5 separate regions of the Mus musculus genome follow, and regions 2, 3, 4 and 5 are each linked to region 1. A link is a contact called in public HiChIP or PLAC-seq data. All regions are on one chromosome and are shown on one strand. Each heading gives the region's core, a stretch centred on a gene start, on an enhancer-like site or on the middle of the called end of the contact. The rest is flanking DNA. Distances are from core to core; before and after follow the strand shown. Region 1 has its middle 19 kb from the start of Tbx3os2. Region 2 holds the start of Hrk (harakiri, BCL2 interacting protein (contains only BH3 domain)). Region 3 overlaps Tesc (tescalcin). Region 4 has its middle 22 kb from the start of Gm30657. Region 5 holds the start of Rnft2 (ring finger protein, transmembrane 2).

Evidence for each region. HiChIP or PLAC-seq counts read pairs in DNA pulled down with a chosen protein or histone mark.
Region 2: a contact with region 1 is called in an H3K27ac HiChIP or PLAC-seq map of embryonic stem cells, with 12 times the contacts expected there. The contact joins the promoter of Hrk here to the enhancer-like site in region 1. A contact is called at or near these places in 7 of 39 promoter capture datasets (the C10 cell line, frontonasal cranial neural crest, hippocampal neurons and 3 more), 1 of 115 datasets of contacts at active chromatin or transcription factors (embryonic stem cells) and 1 of 9 other capture datasets (embryonic stem cells).
Region 3: a contact with region 1 is called in an H3K27ac HiChIP or PLAC-seq map of embryonic stem cells, with 4 times the contacts expected there. The contact joins two enhancer-like sites. A contact is called at or near these places in 3 of 39 promoter capture datasets (the 3T3-L1 cell line, liver and pre-B cells), 1 of 115 datasets of contacts at active chromatin or transcription factors (embryonic stem cells) and 2 of 9 other capture datasets (adipose tissue and liver).
Region 4: a contact with region 1 is called in an H3K27ac HiChIP or PLAC-seq map of embryonic stem cells, with 6 times the contacts expected there. The contact joins two enhancer-like sites. A contact is called at or near these places in 2 of 484 Hi-C or Micro-C datasets (both in embryonic stem cells), 7 of 115 datasets of contacts at active chromatin or transcription factors (astrocytes and embryonic stem cells) and 1 of 9 other capture datasets (embryonic stem cells).
Region 5: a contact with region 1 is called in an H3K27ac HiChIP or PLAC-seq map of embryonic stem cells, with 9 times the contacts expected there. The contact joins the promoter of Rnft2 here to the enhancer-like site in region 1. A contact is called at or near these places in 11 of 39 promoter capture datasets (the 3T3-L1 cell line, the C10 cell line, cranial neural crest and 7 more), 10 of 115 datasets of contacts at active chromatin or transcription factors (astrocytes, craniofacial prominence, embryonic limb bud and 4 more) and 1 of 9 other capture datasets (adipose tissue).

What each region holds. Positions count from the first base shown.
Region 1 is chr5:119,708,885-119,711,584 of GRCm38.p6, reverse strand. No RefSeq gene overlaps it. Among named protein-coding and RNA genes, the nearest start is that of Tbx3os2, 19 kb to the right of the region's middle. Within about 2 kb of position 1,279, at least 19 of the 459 cell types and tissues checked have an H3K27ac peak or open chromatin away from gene starts, as enhancers often do. A contact at or near this core is called in embryonic stem cells, where this site is marked.
Region 2 is chr5:118,168,442-118,171,141 of GRCm38.p6, reverse strand. Hrk (harakiri, BCL2 interacting protein (contains only BH3 domain)) reads right to left here and starts at 1,378. Exons shown (of 2, transcript NM_007545.2): 1 at 1,014-1,378. The coding sequence starts at 1,359. The coding sequence ends at 1,081.
Region 3 is chr5:118,036,629-118,039,328 of GRCm38.p6, reverse strand. The region is part of intron 1 of Tesc (tescalcin); the gene reads right to left. Among named protein-coding and RNA genes, the nearest start is that of Tesc, 10 kb to the right of the region's middle. Within about 2 kb of position 1,373, at least 156 of the 459 cell types and tissues checked have an H3K27ac peak or open chromatin away from gene starts, as enhancers often do. A contact at or near this core is called in embryonic stem cells, where this site is marked.
Region 4 is chr5:118,434,240-118,436,939 of GRCm38.p6, reverse strand. No RefSeq gene overlaps it. Among named protein-coding and RNA genes, the nearest start is that of Gm30657, 22 kb to the right of the region's middle. RefSeq lists enhancers at 1-896, 907-2,289, 1,886-2,700 and cis regulatory regions at 1-2,700, 1-2,700. Within about 2 kb of position 1,444, at least 35 of the 459 cell types and tissues checked have an H3K27ac peak or open chromatin away from gene starts, as enhancers often do. A contact at or near this core is called in embryonic stem cells, where this site is marked.
Region 5 is chr5:118,243,733-118,246,432 of GRCm38.p6, reverse strand. It overlaps Rnft2 (ring finger protein, transmembrane 2), which reads left to right and starts at 1,408. Exons shown (of 11, transcript NM_001109902.1): 1 at 1,408-1,461. It overlaps Spring1 (SREBF pathway regulator in golgi 1), which reads right to left and starts at 1,206. Exons shown (of 5, transcript NM_001081236.1): 1 at 975-1,206. The coding sequence starts at 1,085.

The sequences.
Region 1 (2,700 bases), core at 30-2,529:
GCCGTGCCCTCTTCTGGCCTCCTCCAGCACCAGGTAGCCACGTGCTACCCAGGCAGAAGATCTATACACATACACATACACATAAAGTCAAATAATAATTTTAAGATATTTTAGGGGAAAAATGGTAAAGCAATCGGGGTGTGGAGACTGAGGCAGGAGGATTGTAAGACTGAGCACTGCCTGGATATATTGGAGTTGTGGAGGGGTAGTAAAAAAGTAAGACGACCTGAGATCAAATCCCAGCACCAGTGTAAAAAGCACTGGGGACAGAGACAAGCAGATATGTCCCAGGAGGTCAATGTCCAATTAATTAATTAATCAATTAATTTTGTCTATGTGTGCATGAGTATGTGTACCACTGGACCCGAGTGAAGATCAGAGGTCAAGTTATGAGAGTCTTGCCTTCCACCATGTGGGTCCTAAGGATTGAATTCAGGTCCTCTGGCTTGGTGGCAAGCACCTTTATCCACTGAGCCACCCCCTGGCTTGTCCAGGGATTTTGTTTCATGTTCCTCTCCACCTCATCCCCTTTGGTAGCTCTTGTTTGAGCTTTTGTTTTGTTTTCTGCTAGGGACTGAAGAAGGGACTCCAGACCTCAGGCATGCTAGGAAAGCACTCTACCACTGGGCTGCGCTCTCGGCCTCTCTTACCCGCTAGGTCTAGGTCTTTCTGCGGAGGCACCACATCTGAGCACTGCATTTTACAGAGGAGAATTGGCGGCTCAGAGGATGACCTTGTTTGCCCCAGGTTCCATGGTCGATGGACATCCGAGAAAATAAAAGGTTGCTTCTCCCCTATTCCAGAGATGACTCCAGTTCACTGTAAGCAGAAAAAAGAAAGAAAGAAAGAAAAAAGAAAGAGAGAAAGAAAGAGAGAAAGAAAGAGAGAAAGAAAGAAAGAAAGAAAGGAAGGAAGGAAGGAAGGAAGGAAGGAAGGAAGGAAGGAAGGAAGGAAGGAAGGAAGAACTCAACCTAGTCTAACCGATAGCGGACTGTACTCTCTGTCACGGTGAAGATGTTTTTAAAGCAAACAAACAAACAAAATAAAAGAGCAAACAAACAACACACACACACACACACACACACACACCCCAAACCAAAAATAAAAAATAAAATAAAAACTTCATTCAATGTTTATTTAGTTATCCAGTGTTGAGCCAACCTAGGGCCTTGCGCCTGCGCACAGGTTTTCTACTGCTGAGTCACACCTACAAGCGGACATGGGATGGGATTCAGGTGATTGTGATCACGAGACTCTAAATTCAATTCCCAGCCTCGTCCTAGTCAGGGAGCGGGCTCTCTCTGCATCTGGACCAACCACTGTAAAAGACTAAGAAGCAGAAACAGGGAGGCGTCTCCGGGAGGTATGAATTGGGGTGGAGGCGTGGGTGGGGCCTGCGGTCCACGTTTAACCTGGTTTTCTGCCAGACTTAAGACTGAAGCTGAGAGGGAGACGGTACCGAAAGCGGGGAGGCCCTGAGGCTGGAGACTACCCTCTAGTCCTTCAGGAAAAGGAATTTGCTGTGCTAAGTCCCCGAGGCCAGAGGGGGACCCTGAGAGTCAGGCGCTAGGAAATCAATCCAGTGTCCTCTGCTTGTGTTGCAAACAAACAAGATTAGCAAATCAAAGCCCTAGCTTTCTTACTGAAGCAGTCCTGCCCCAGGGGGAGGATCCACTAGAAAGTGCTAATCCACGGACAACCTCGGCTTCTTTTACCTCCAACTGTGTGAGTAGGGAGCTACCCACCCTCTCTGTGACTCAGTTTCCTTGGGCTTAAAAAGGATATCATTGGGCTGGTGAGATGGCTCAGTGGGTAAGAGCACCCGACTGCTCTTCCGAAGGTCCAGAGTTCAAATCCCAGCAACCACATGGTGGCTCACAACCATCTGTAACGAGATCTGATTCCCTCTTCTGGAGTGTCTGAAGACAGCTACAATGTACTTACATATAATAAATAAATAAATCTTTAAAAAAAAAAAGGATATCATTGTAGGAAACCACTTTGTAAACTTTTTAAAAAGAATTTAAAATAACGTTGCCGGGGTTTTGTTGAGCACTTACAAGCGCGCCTTTCGAACCTGGCTCAGCCATAGAGCAATGCGCTGGAATCCTCTGCAGAAGAGCTGGGGCTGGGTTTCAGTGGTAGAGCTAAACTCAGAGCACTGATTTAGAAATCCGCTATGGTGGTGTGGCACCCTGGGGCTGTGGCTCTGGGGCAGAGTGCTTACCTAGGATGTGCAGGATCTCGAGTTCGAGCCTCAGCACTAGGACATGAACTCAACTCCCCCCACCCCGTATAGAAAGGACCTAATTTCTGCATCCATATTTTGTGTATCGTGTGGCTCACAACTGCCTTTGTGGGTAGTGAGTGTGCAGATGCATAACTAAATAAAAACAAATCTGGCTCTGTACTCAGAGCACGGTGTGTGTGTGTGTGTGTGTGTGTGTGTGTGTGTGTGTGTGTGTGTGAGAGAGAGAGAGAGAGAGAGAGAGAGAGAGAGATCCCAGCACCCATTTGATGGCTCACCAGAATCTGGTGCCCTCTTCTGGCCTCCATGGGTACTGCATGTGCGTGTGTATAACACACACACACACACACACACACACACACACACCCACACACGAAGGCAAACACTCACACATAAAGACATAAAGTCAGATCTTTAAATATGGCATCCTACTGAGGAATAGTCAACTATGT
Region 2 (2,700 bases), core at 129-2,628, 1.5 Mb after region 1:
CTGGTCAAGTTGGAATACCAGGCGGTTTGAAAAGGGCCGGGGACTCGAGAACCTGTGGTGCATAATTAGGGGAGACTCTTAGCTCGGACTGGTGCAGTTCTACTGCGTGTGTTTACTGGGGCTGGCAGCGATTGTGGTGGCTTACGTCCTTCTAAAACCACTATGCTGCAGAGGAAGGAGGAGGAGAGAGAAGAGGGAGAAAGGAGAGAGGGGACAGTGAGGAGAGAGAGAAGGGGGGGAGAGAGAGAGAGGTGGAGAAGGAAGGGGGGACACGGGGTAGTGGGAGAGGAGAGAGAAAGCAGACTGGAGAAAGGGAAAACAGGAGAAAGTGGAAAGGCAGAGGAGAGCTACACAAGGGGAAGAATAACGTGAGCCAGGGGATTGGAGAAAGAAGAGAGTGAAAACACTGAAGAGAGATGAGAGTGAGGGAGAAGAGAGAGGAGTGGGGAGGGGGGGGAGAGTGAAGACAGAACAGAGACAGGGGAGCGGGAGGAGAGGGGGAGGAGGTAAGGAAAAAGAGGAGAGAGAGAGGGAAAGGAAAGGGAGAGGAAGGAGAAGGGGAGGAGGGAAGGAAAAAGAGGAGAGAGAGAGGGAAAGGAAAGGGAGAGGAAGGAGAGAGGGGGAGAGAGTGGAGATGGAGAGTGGAGGGAAAGAAGAGAGGAGAGAGATGAAGGAGGGAAGGAGAGAGGGAGAGAGAGGAAGGAGGGAGGAAGAGAGAGAGGGAGAGAAGAGAGAGGGGGAAGGAGAAGGGAGGAAGAGAAGAGAGAAAGGAGAGAGGAACAGAGGGAGGAGGAGAGAGAATGAGGGAAGAGAGGGAGGGAGAGGGAGAGAGAGAGAGAGAGAGAGAGAGAGAGAGAGAGAGAGTAGGGGGGATGAGGCGGAGCAGATACTCGGGGTCTGGATAAAGAGGGACAGAGGGCAAGCGAAGAGTAGGAGACCGGGTCCGCTGTTCCTCGCCGAGGAGCCCTGGCTCCCGCTGTCGCTGTCGCTCTCCCGCCCGCTTGCCCGCGTACCTGTTGCTCGGTCCGGGCTGGGTCTCGGCTCCGGTCCCCCCCACCAAGAAGGCCCCGCGCGCGCCGCCTACGCGCTCCGCCTGCCGAGCAGCCAGGCCGCCAGCGCCGCCACCTGCGCGGCCGCGCACAGCCAGGGCCAGCGGGCGCGGAGCGCGGGCAGCAGCGCGGGCAGCGGGTCCCGGGGCCGCGCGCGACGCCGCATGGCGCGTCGGTGCAGCTCGTCGCCCAGCGCCTGCAGCCGCAGCGCGGTCACCTGCGCCGCCGCCCAGCGCAGCCCGGGGCGAGCGTCGCCGCAACCGCACACGGCCGGGGGCCCGCGGCCGCGATGCCGGGGACACGGGCACATGGCGTGCGGAGGAGCCTCCCTGGACCCCAAGTTTCGCCCTTCACCGCGCGTTTGTTGTGCTGACGGCGCTATTATTAATTAAAGTGTCACATGGTGGAGGGGGCGGGGAGGGCGCGGGGAGGGGGTTACATCATCCGGCCCGGGGGGTGGGGAGTGTGTGCAGGAGAAAAAGCCGAGAGGTAACTTTTAACCCTCGAGACGCCGGCAGGGCGGGGACAGGCAGGGATGCGGGGCTTCGGGAATGCTGGCCCGGGGTCCGCTGTTTCGCTTCCCGGGCTGCGGGAGGCTCCAGCTCGGAGATAGCCTGGAAAGCCAGCTCGGTGCGCACTGTGAATTGAGCTCCGGGAGAATTCGGCCGTAATGCGAAAAGATCCCCGGGCTGTTGTGTGGCCTGGGTGGTGGGAGGCAGGGTTCAAGCCGACTTGCCCTGTTTCGGGACAGCCTCCGCACCTGTCAGCCTCCGGGTGGGTGCACACATTCCTGACACGCGTTCGCACCCCCTTCTGGTGACCTGACTTAAGCGCACCCCGGGGTGGGAGCCTGAACCCTGAAATGAAGGCGGGGGACCCGGGATGGGTTGGACTCCAACTTGGGCGAGTCGCCTTTGCACTCAAGACATCTCCCCACCCCCCACCCCCCACCCAAGAACGTGGTTCTAGAGAGAAGTTCTTGCAGCCTGCTTACTTTGTAGGCTTTATCTTTTCAAACGGGGTCAGAGTTTGCTGGCGACCCTGTAAGGCTTTGCCTTGGTGCCCAGTGAGGTTACCTAACCCAAAGGAAGACCAATCCAGTTTTGCTCCAGCTCCAGCCTGGGAAGTCCTCTGGGGAGGGTGCCGACCAGTGAGGAGGCTCCTGGGACTCCTTAGGGTGCTAGAGAGACCCGCCCACCATGTCCAAGCCACTGGATTTTGGACAGCTTTGGGATTGGGGCCTGAAGGAGCAGGGAAGTGGTCCATATACAACCTGGTCCATATAGTGGTTTCAGGCCAGCCACAGTTACAGAGAGAATCCTTTATTTAAAAACCCCAAAGAGTCAGGGATGCCTCTGTGGGTAAAGGTGCTTGCAACCGAACCTGATGACTTAATTTCAGTCCTGTGAATCCGTGTGTTCCAAAGACAGAAATCTGATACCCACAGATTGTCCTCTGACCTCCATATGTACTACCCTATGTGTATGCACATAAGATAGATAGATAGATAGATAGATAGATAGATAGATAGATAGATAGATAGATAGATAGATAGGAGATAGACAGACGTATTCAAACAGAAAACAAGTCGAGCAGTGGTTGTACACGCCTTTAATCCCAACACTTGGGAGGCAGAGGCAGGCAGATTTCT
Region 3 (2,700 bases), core at 124-2,623, 1.7 Mb after region 1:
GGGAAGTGGCTCCCATGGCGACGAGCCATCTCCAACACTATTCACAGCTCTCCAAGGTGGCAACAGCCAAGTCGCCTGTGGACAACTGTATGAGAGGAGAAGAAGTACATGGGCATACTCTCTTGTTCCCAATCAAGAGAGGCTGTGGGGACCCTCACTGGCACACAGGGTGTTGACAATGTCATAGCCAGCACCAAAGCCACCTGGTCCACAAGTCTATATGTCAAGCGACATACCAGGTGACTCCATGGGAATGGAAAAAGACTCTTGCTGGGCAAGGTCCGGGAGGAGAGGGTAAAAATGGATAATGGGTGGGTACAGGGTTTAATTGGGGGTGATGGAATGATCTGGAAACAGAGATGGTGGTTTAGAACTCTAAATGCATTGAACCCAACCGAGTCGTTCACTTCACAGTAATTAAAATGGTGAGTGTGTATGTGTGTGCTTATGTGTGTATGTGTGTTTATATGTGTAAGTGTATGTATGTGTGTGTTTATGTGTGTATGTGTATATGTATTATACATGTGTCTGCTTATGTGTGTATTGCGTGTATATGTGTGTACAAGTGTGTTAGTGAGTGTATGTGTTAGTGAGTGTATGTGTATGTATGTATGTGTATGACTGTGTGTGTACAAGTGTGTATGTGTGTTATGTGTGTGTTTAAGTGTGTACATGTGTGTGTAGAAGTGTGTTATGTGAGTATGTATGTGTGTATATGTGTGTGAGTGTATGTGTTTGTGCATGTGTGTACATGTGTTTGTTATGTGTGTGTATGTATGTGTGAGTGAGTGTATGAGTGTATGTATGTATGTATGTGTATGAGTATATGTGTGTGTGCATGTGTGTACATGTGTGTTTATGTGTGTACACTTGTGTTTTACATGGGGGCCTGTGGAAGGGGTGAGGTCAACATCTGGTGTTTTCCTCTGCCACTCTCAAGCTTGGTTTTTGAGCCAGGGTCCCTCAGGGCACCTGCTTCACAGATTCAGCCTGCTAGCAGATTGGCCACAGAGCCCCAGGGCTCCTCCCGATTCTGCATCCCCAGTGCTGGGAATAAAGTACCAGGGAGCGCGAACTTGGATCCTCACAGGTGGCACTTTACCGACTGGGCCACTTCCCTGTCCTAAAATGGTAAATTTTATGTCACATGAACTTTGGCTTCAATTGAAAAGACAAATAAACAACAACAACAAAATCAGTGACTACTTAGCTGGATGGAGAAACCACAGCCGTTAGCCTGGCTGTGACTGGCTTGCTGCATGCCCTAGGCAACCCCAATCTTCAGGGCTGTTCGGCTGGCTCTGAGCTCCACAGGGAGGCCACCTGGGGCTCCAGACACAGCAGTGACTAATTCGTGGCTAGGGAGGGAGGGAGGGAGGCTGGGCTTCCGGGAGCCTCCTCGCAGGGGATCCTGGGCCAGCTGCCCTCTCTCGTGAGCACCCCTCCTCCACCTGCTGCCTTGGCAGCTTCAGCCCTGATACCCACTCACCCTGCTGCCATGGACTTTACAATCTACCCAGGATGCACCTGGCCTCTTTGAAGTGTTTTGTTTGGTTTGGTTTGGTTTTTTTTTTGTTTGTTTTTTTGTTTTTTTTCAAATTCAACCTGGAGCACAGACCCTCGGACCCTCTTCACACAGACTTCAGGCCGGTGCAAAAACCGGCCCCGAGGCAGAAATGGTCCAGCCCAACATCTCTGACACATCATCTACTGTCACCTGGGGCACCAAGGGTCCTGCTGGGGACACTGTGGGCTGTTTCTGTACAGAACACATCCTTGGGGGTGGGGATGGGGGTGGGTGGGGTAAACATGACGGGTGGATTGCCTTCCCCCTGCCACACATCCTGAGAGCTGAGCAATTCAGGGAGCTCTAAGAGTGGGAGCGCGCAGCTCTGAGCGCCACAGTTGGAGCGCACCGTCTTCCTCCATCTTTACTCTGCACTTTACATTCTCCTTATAGCTGGAATAGAGAGAGTGACAGCCTGCCTCCAGCGGGAGCTGAGCCAGGGCTGGGCAGGCAGCACACACCACTTGACTGTTGAGACAGGATCAGAGAGGCAGTGTGGCTCCCCGAGGGTCACACAGCTCTGGAAGGGTTGCTTCATTCCTGCCATGTGCTGGGGGCGGTGGGGGGGGGGCCACATTCCATTTCTGCATCACAGTGGAGCCGTTCAGAAGGGCGGGGTCCAGCTCCATCTAAGCAGACATTTCAGAAAGTGGGCGTGATGCAGCAGCATCCAGGAGACAGCTCAGCCTCGCCCTCAGAACTCTTCGCAGCCAACATATCTGAGGCTGAATCAAGAGGCAGGAACTTAACCTCACGTGCAACCGCAACCAGAATGAAATCAGAGAACCTGGCCGGGCTTCTGAGAGCTAGCACGGGCTCCACCTGGCACTCTAAACACGCGGCCGCTGGAGAAACCCAGCAGCCACCTCAATAACCTGCTAAGCTCAGAAGGCAGAGCTTTCCCTGAACAGGGAAGGCCTAGGTGAACACACCTGTAAATCCAGCATTTAGGAGGCAGAGGCGGGAGGATCTCCAGTAGGACAGCTCGGGGTGCGGGACAAGACCCTGTCCGGGGGAGGGAGGAGGTCACATCTATTTGCCAGAAGCAACCAGGGACTGAGACCCCCACGAGGTGATGAGCTGAAGTTGCCAGACAGTGTTAAAATGGCCACAGCACTGATGACAATAATGGC
Region 4 (2,700 bases), core at 195-2,694, 1.3 Mb after region 1:
CTACTCTGCCATTCTACCGGCAGCTCCCGGGCAGGTGGGGAGGAGGCTCTAGCCTCGGCCTTCCTCGGGCTTTTAAAATGTAAATCTACCCCCTGCAGCCCCCATACCTCTTGGGCTAACTGCCTGCGCCAGAGCTTTTCTTTCACCGGTAGGGGCCTGAAGCCAGGGAAGTGGCTTACTGGGAGTACCAGGAGGAGCCCATTGAAAGACGGGGCCCTCCTGTGTAGTGTGGACTCCACCTGGCATTCCGGATTTACAGAATGGGCTGACGGGATGTGAGTGGTTGGAGCTGGGGAGGCTGTGACTATTGACAGCGTGAGTCCTGGGGTGCAGCGGGAGACCAAACAAACAGAGAAATGACCTTCAAAGATCAAGGTGACAGTCAGCATCACCCACTGTGCAGGTTGGGTTTATGTCAACTTGACACAGGCTAGGGTCATCTGAGAGGAGGGAACCTCAGGTAGAAAACATCTTCCTAAGATCTGGCTGCGTGCAAGCCTCTATGCAGGGCATCTCCTTAATTAATGGTTATTATGGGGGTGGGACAGCTCATTGTGGATGGGGACCACACCTGGGCTGGTGGTCCTGAGTTCTATACGAAAGCAGGCTGAGCAAGCCATCAGGAACAAGCCAATAAGCCGCATTCCCTTCATGGCCTCTGGATCAGGTCCGGTCTCCAGGTTCAAGCCCCGTTTGACTTCCTGTCTTGACTTCCTTCAGTGACCGCACAGTGCCACATAAATCCTTTGCTCCCCAGGTTGCTTTGGTCATGGTGATCCACCACCGCAGTAGTGAGCCTAAGACACCTGTCATCTACTCTGTAGGGTTGTCACCCAAACCTGCCGTTTCTGCGGTATGATTATGAACCACTTAACAACAACGACACCACAGATGAGAAAACTGAGGCACAGAATGTTGGCATGACAGGCAGAGTCCACAGGCCAAGTTCTCTTCGGCTTAGCTAGAGATTGTGTGTGTGTGTGTGTGTGTGTGTGTGTGTGTGTGTGTGTGTGTGTGTAAAGACGTGATGTAGAAGCTACGGGTGCCCACAAGTCTCTTCTGGCTATGATGGTGCCTTCAGTGCAGCCAGGCAGAATTCAATCCTTGGGCGCTTTCCTAAATTTAAGCTCTAAACGCCACCCTGGGGGCATCCCTCCATGCTTTCTCTTTCTCCTTGTTATGTAGATGAAGTTTCTCCAGGAATCCTCCACCCTACCTTTCTCCTTTCGGACTCCCCTCCCCTCTATTGAGGGGAAATCCCAAAGTTTATCCTGCGTCTGAAACAGGCCTGGCTGAGGTAGAGCTTTGGGGCAGAAAGGGACAGAATTTAGGAACTGGCAGACCGGAGGGTTTGTGGCTACCTCAGGGTTTTATCTCTTCACACTCTCCCCCTAAGCTCAGCAAGCGGTGTTCCCGCCTCCGCAGCCGCTCAGTCCCACCTGCCCACCTGCTGCTACTTACAAATGGCCTCCCTGCGCCTCCAGGCACTGTTTATCCGCTCCCTACACACCCACCAGCTTCCCGGGGACAGGAAGAATTTTATCTCTAGGGCTGAAAATGCACTCTCTAAGGCCCAGGACCCAATCGTCTTTCCTTCCAGTACTTGGCTCTAATCCACTTACTAGGCATTCAATAAATCTCGCGGAGTGCCTTAGAAATGGCTTCAATGAGAGCGCAGTCTGGGCTGTGGGCACACTCCAATAGGAAGGCCACAGCTACGGGCCCAGCTCCCGCACCCCAAATCTGTCTTTTCCTTTGTGGTTATCTGGTGCATTCTGGGAATGTAATCAGACACCCTGGGTGCCCAATGATCTCATCCCAGCGGTTCCTACCCTCAGCTTCAAAGTGGCAATTGCACGTTTGTTTATTTGATTGGTTGTTAATATGATTGAGTTATGGGCTGGTTGTTTGATTTGTTTGAGAAAAGGTATCCTTTGGCTTAGGCTAGCCCAGACTGGCCTTGAACTTCTTTCTAATGCCTCCACGTCTCAAAAGTATGCACCACCACCCCTCATTTGCTTTTGTTTTGTTCAACTGGTGGTGGGGAGGGGCCGGGACTGAATCGCTTATGTAGCTCAAACTGGCCTCAAGGCTATGATCCCCTGCCTCAGAGTGCAGAATTACACTGATATGTACCGCTCGCCCCACTGTTCTTTTGAGACAGAGTTTCACTTCTATAGCCCAAGCTGGCCTTAAATTTAAGGGCCTCCTGCTTCAGCCTCACAAATACTGTGAATTTCTTTCATTATATCCAATGAGAGAGCAAACCTGAGGTTTGGTCCTTCCTTTGATAGGCCTCAGAAGAGCTGAGAGAGCTTGAACATATGAATCTTTGAATGGGAGAAAGGACCAGCTCCTGGTAGGTTGTTCTCTGATCTTCACATACTCATTCCATGAACACACAAATAAATAAAGAACTCAAAAGTTAAAAAAACAAAAACCAAACCAAACCAAACCAAACCAACCAACCAAACCCCACAAGGGCTGGAGAGATGGCTCAGGGGTAAGAACACTGAACACTCTTCCAGAGGTCCTGAGTTCAATTCCCAGCAACCACATGGTTGCTCACAACCATCTGTCATGGGATCTGATGCCCTCTTCTGGTGTGTCTGAAGATAGCTACAGTGTACTCCTATACGTAAAATAAATAAATCTTTTTTTTAAAAAACCCCACAAAAGTTAAAATGTGTAAACAAAGTA
Region 5 (2,700 bases), core at 159-2,658, 1.5 Mb after region 1:
GAAAGGCGGAGGGGCAGGTGACCTACAAAATGCAACTCAGTCAAGTGTGGTTTCTAGGCAAATGCTGGGAACTGGTTCCTACTACAGTGGGATGCCAGGTCTCTAGGAACTCTCTACCAGGACAAAAACGGGAAAGGGAGGTTGAGAAATTAAAAATAAAAAAATAAAAAATAAAAATCTACCCAACCAAGTTGTGCCCCAAAAGGGAGCCTGTTGGGTCACCCAGGTGAACAGGCACAGAGAGCCCTTGGCCACTTCCTGGTCTAGCCATCTCTACCTCCTGCCCATCAAGAAGCCTGGGGCTGTGCGGAGCAGGGAACGCGACAGAGGAGGGTGCACAGGTCTGAGGACCCCATTCTGCCTGGCCTACCAGCCAGATCCCGCACGGAAGAGGGGCGGTACAAAGACCTGCAGTGGGACGCCTCCCTTAGCGGCCTTCGATTCACAGGAGGACAGGAGGAGGATCACACAATCGGAGGGAGGAGGACTAGAGGGTTGAGGACTAGAGAGCTGAAGGGAGGACCAATGGATGATCCAGGGACTGAAAGGAAGAGGCTCAGAGGCTCAGAGGGAGGACTGAATGGCTGCATATCAGGAGGACTACAAGGTGGAGGACAGGAGAGAGGAGCATCAGAGGACAGAGGATCAAGGGAGGGAGGAACTGTGAGGATCGAGGAGGAGGGGTTGGAAAAGAACAGAGGGTGAGAGGTAAGAAGTTGGAGGGCAGAGGAGAACAGAGGATGGGGAGGCAGAGAATTCGAGGGAGGAGGAGGAGTGGAGGACGGAGGGAGCTAGGGAGGGGAAAGGAGAAGGGCAGAGGACAACGCAACGGAGGGAGAAGGGCTGAAGGAGGATTTTAGATCAGAGGGAGGAGTGCTCAGGAGGAGGATTAGAAGAACGATGGGGAGAAGGACATAGTATTTGAGGGAGGAAGCAGGATCGGAAGGACGGAGGTCCTGAGAGAAGTCGCTTACCTGCTTGAAGGTGCTGCTGAGGAAGTAAACTAGCGAGAGGCCGAAAACCAGGGCGAGCACCCAGCGCTTGCGCAGGAGCCGGCGCCACAGCAGCGCCGCCAGGTTCAGCATCCCGGTAGGGCGCAGGCGCAGAGACGACCCCACGGCATGACCCCTGCAATCCGCTTCCAGCACTGCTTTACCTTCCCGCAGCCAACGCGCCGGCCACGTGATCCGCCGCACGCCCCGCCCCACCTAGTGACGCCAACGCCAGGCCCCTCCATGCCTCCTCGCCATTGGTTCTGCCGGAGCCTCGGCTCTCCATTGGCTGAATGTGACGGCAGGGGCGGACCTTCTCGGACTAGAGGCAGGCCTCCCTGTGCGAGGGTCCTAGCGCCGATCGCGTTCTCGGTGGCACTGCCGGCCGGAAGTCACGTGGCGCCCTGGCCACGCCAGGGATTGGCTAGGCTGGATTAGCAGAGGCCGTGATTGCTGCAGTGTCTGGCAGGTAAATGAAGGCTATGCTCGGCCGCTGCTACCCTGTGACCCCGCGAGCCTGGCGGCAAAGGCGCTTCGCCGTCCGGTCTGGGGACGCCGCTCGCGCCCAAGCGTCCTGTAGGGGACCGTGCAGCCTCCTAGGGAGGACCAGGGTGTGTGGGACGGAGATGGTCCATTCATTCATTCTGTAGCATCCTGTGGGCTCCAGGAGTCAATACGAGCCTACTTGTACCGCCCGTTTGCCACAGAATCGTGGGCATTTAATTTATGACGTTTTCTCAAAGCTTGTAGGTGGAAACTTGGGGATACCGTGTTTTAGTTTCCCCGAGGATAAGGAGTAGTGGGGCCACCCGGAGTATCAAGCCAGATTGCAAATTCTTGAGACATGTTACCTGATGGATGACAGTTTCTTTCTTTATAAAACGGCCTGGTTGAGAGTGTAGCTAGGTGATAGAGGGCTTGCCTGAATATGACGATGATACCAAGGAGTCTTTTCCTAGCTAATTTAATCTTGCAGAAAAGGCAGGCACCTTAGCCTGTGGCTTCCTAGCTAGCTGCAGCCGAGAAGGCTGTGCAGAATTAATTAATTCCGCACCCATTTGTGTTGGCCTGGGCTAAGAGATGGATCTTTCTCTGTAGGGAAAATATGCCGGGAAACTGAGCCTGTTCATGGAAGCATATTCTTTATTTCTTTAAAGATTTTATTTATGTATGTATTTATTTTTTAATTATATGTTAGAGTGGGTTTGCCCATGGGAGTGCAGGTGCCCTCCGAGGTCAGTAGAGGGAGTCAGATCACTTACAGCTGGAGGTACAGGTAGTTGTGAGCCACCCTTGTGGGTGCTGGGAACTGGACTTAGATCTTCTGCAGGAGCAGTAGCCATATGGAGTCTCTCTCCAAGCCTTGCCCTTCTTTCTTGGCTTTCTATTGGTGCGGGAGGTAGGACGAGGTGTGTGCGGATCTGTCGCTGGGGAAAATCAAGGTGATCTAATCTCTACAGAGACGTTGGCCTTCCATCTCTGCAACTCCAAGGTGGACGGGCAGCCCAGACACAGGACCTCTCAAGGGTCATAGTAAACAAACCCACATGTCAATGACTGGTAAGTGCTGTGGGGAGGTAGCCTGTAACCCTCAGCTGGAAAACCATGCCAGGGAAGGAACAGCAGGTACAAAGGCCCGGAGGCAGGAACTCTTAACTTTAAAGTGTCCAGAGGTACCTGGAGTTCTTATGGCCAGAGATAAGTCACA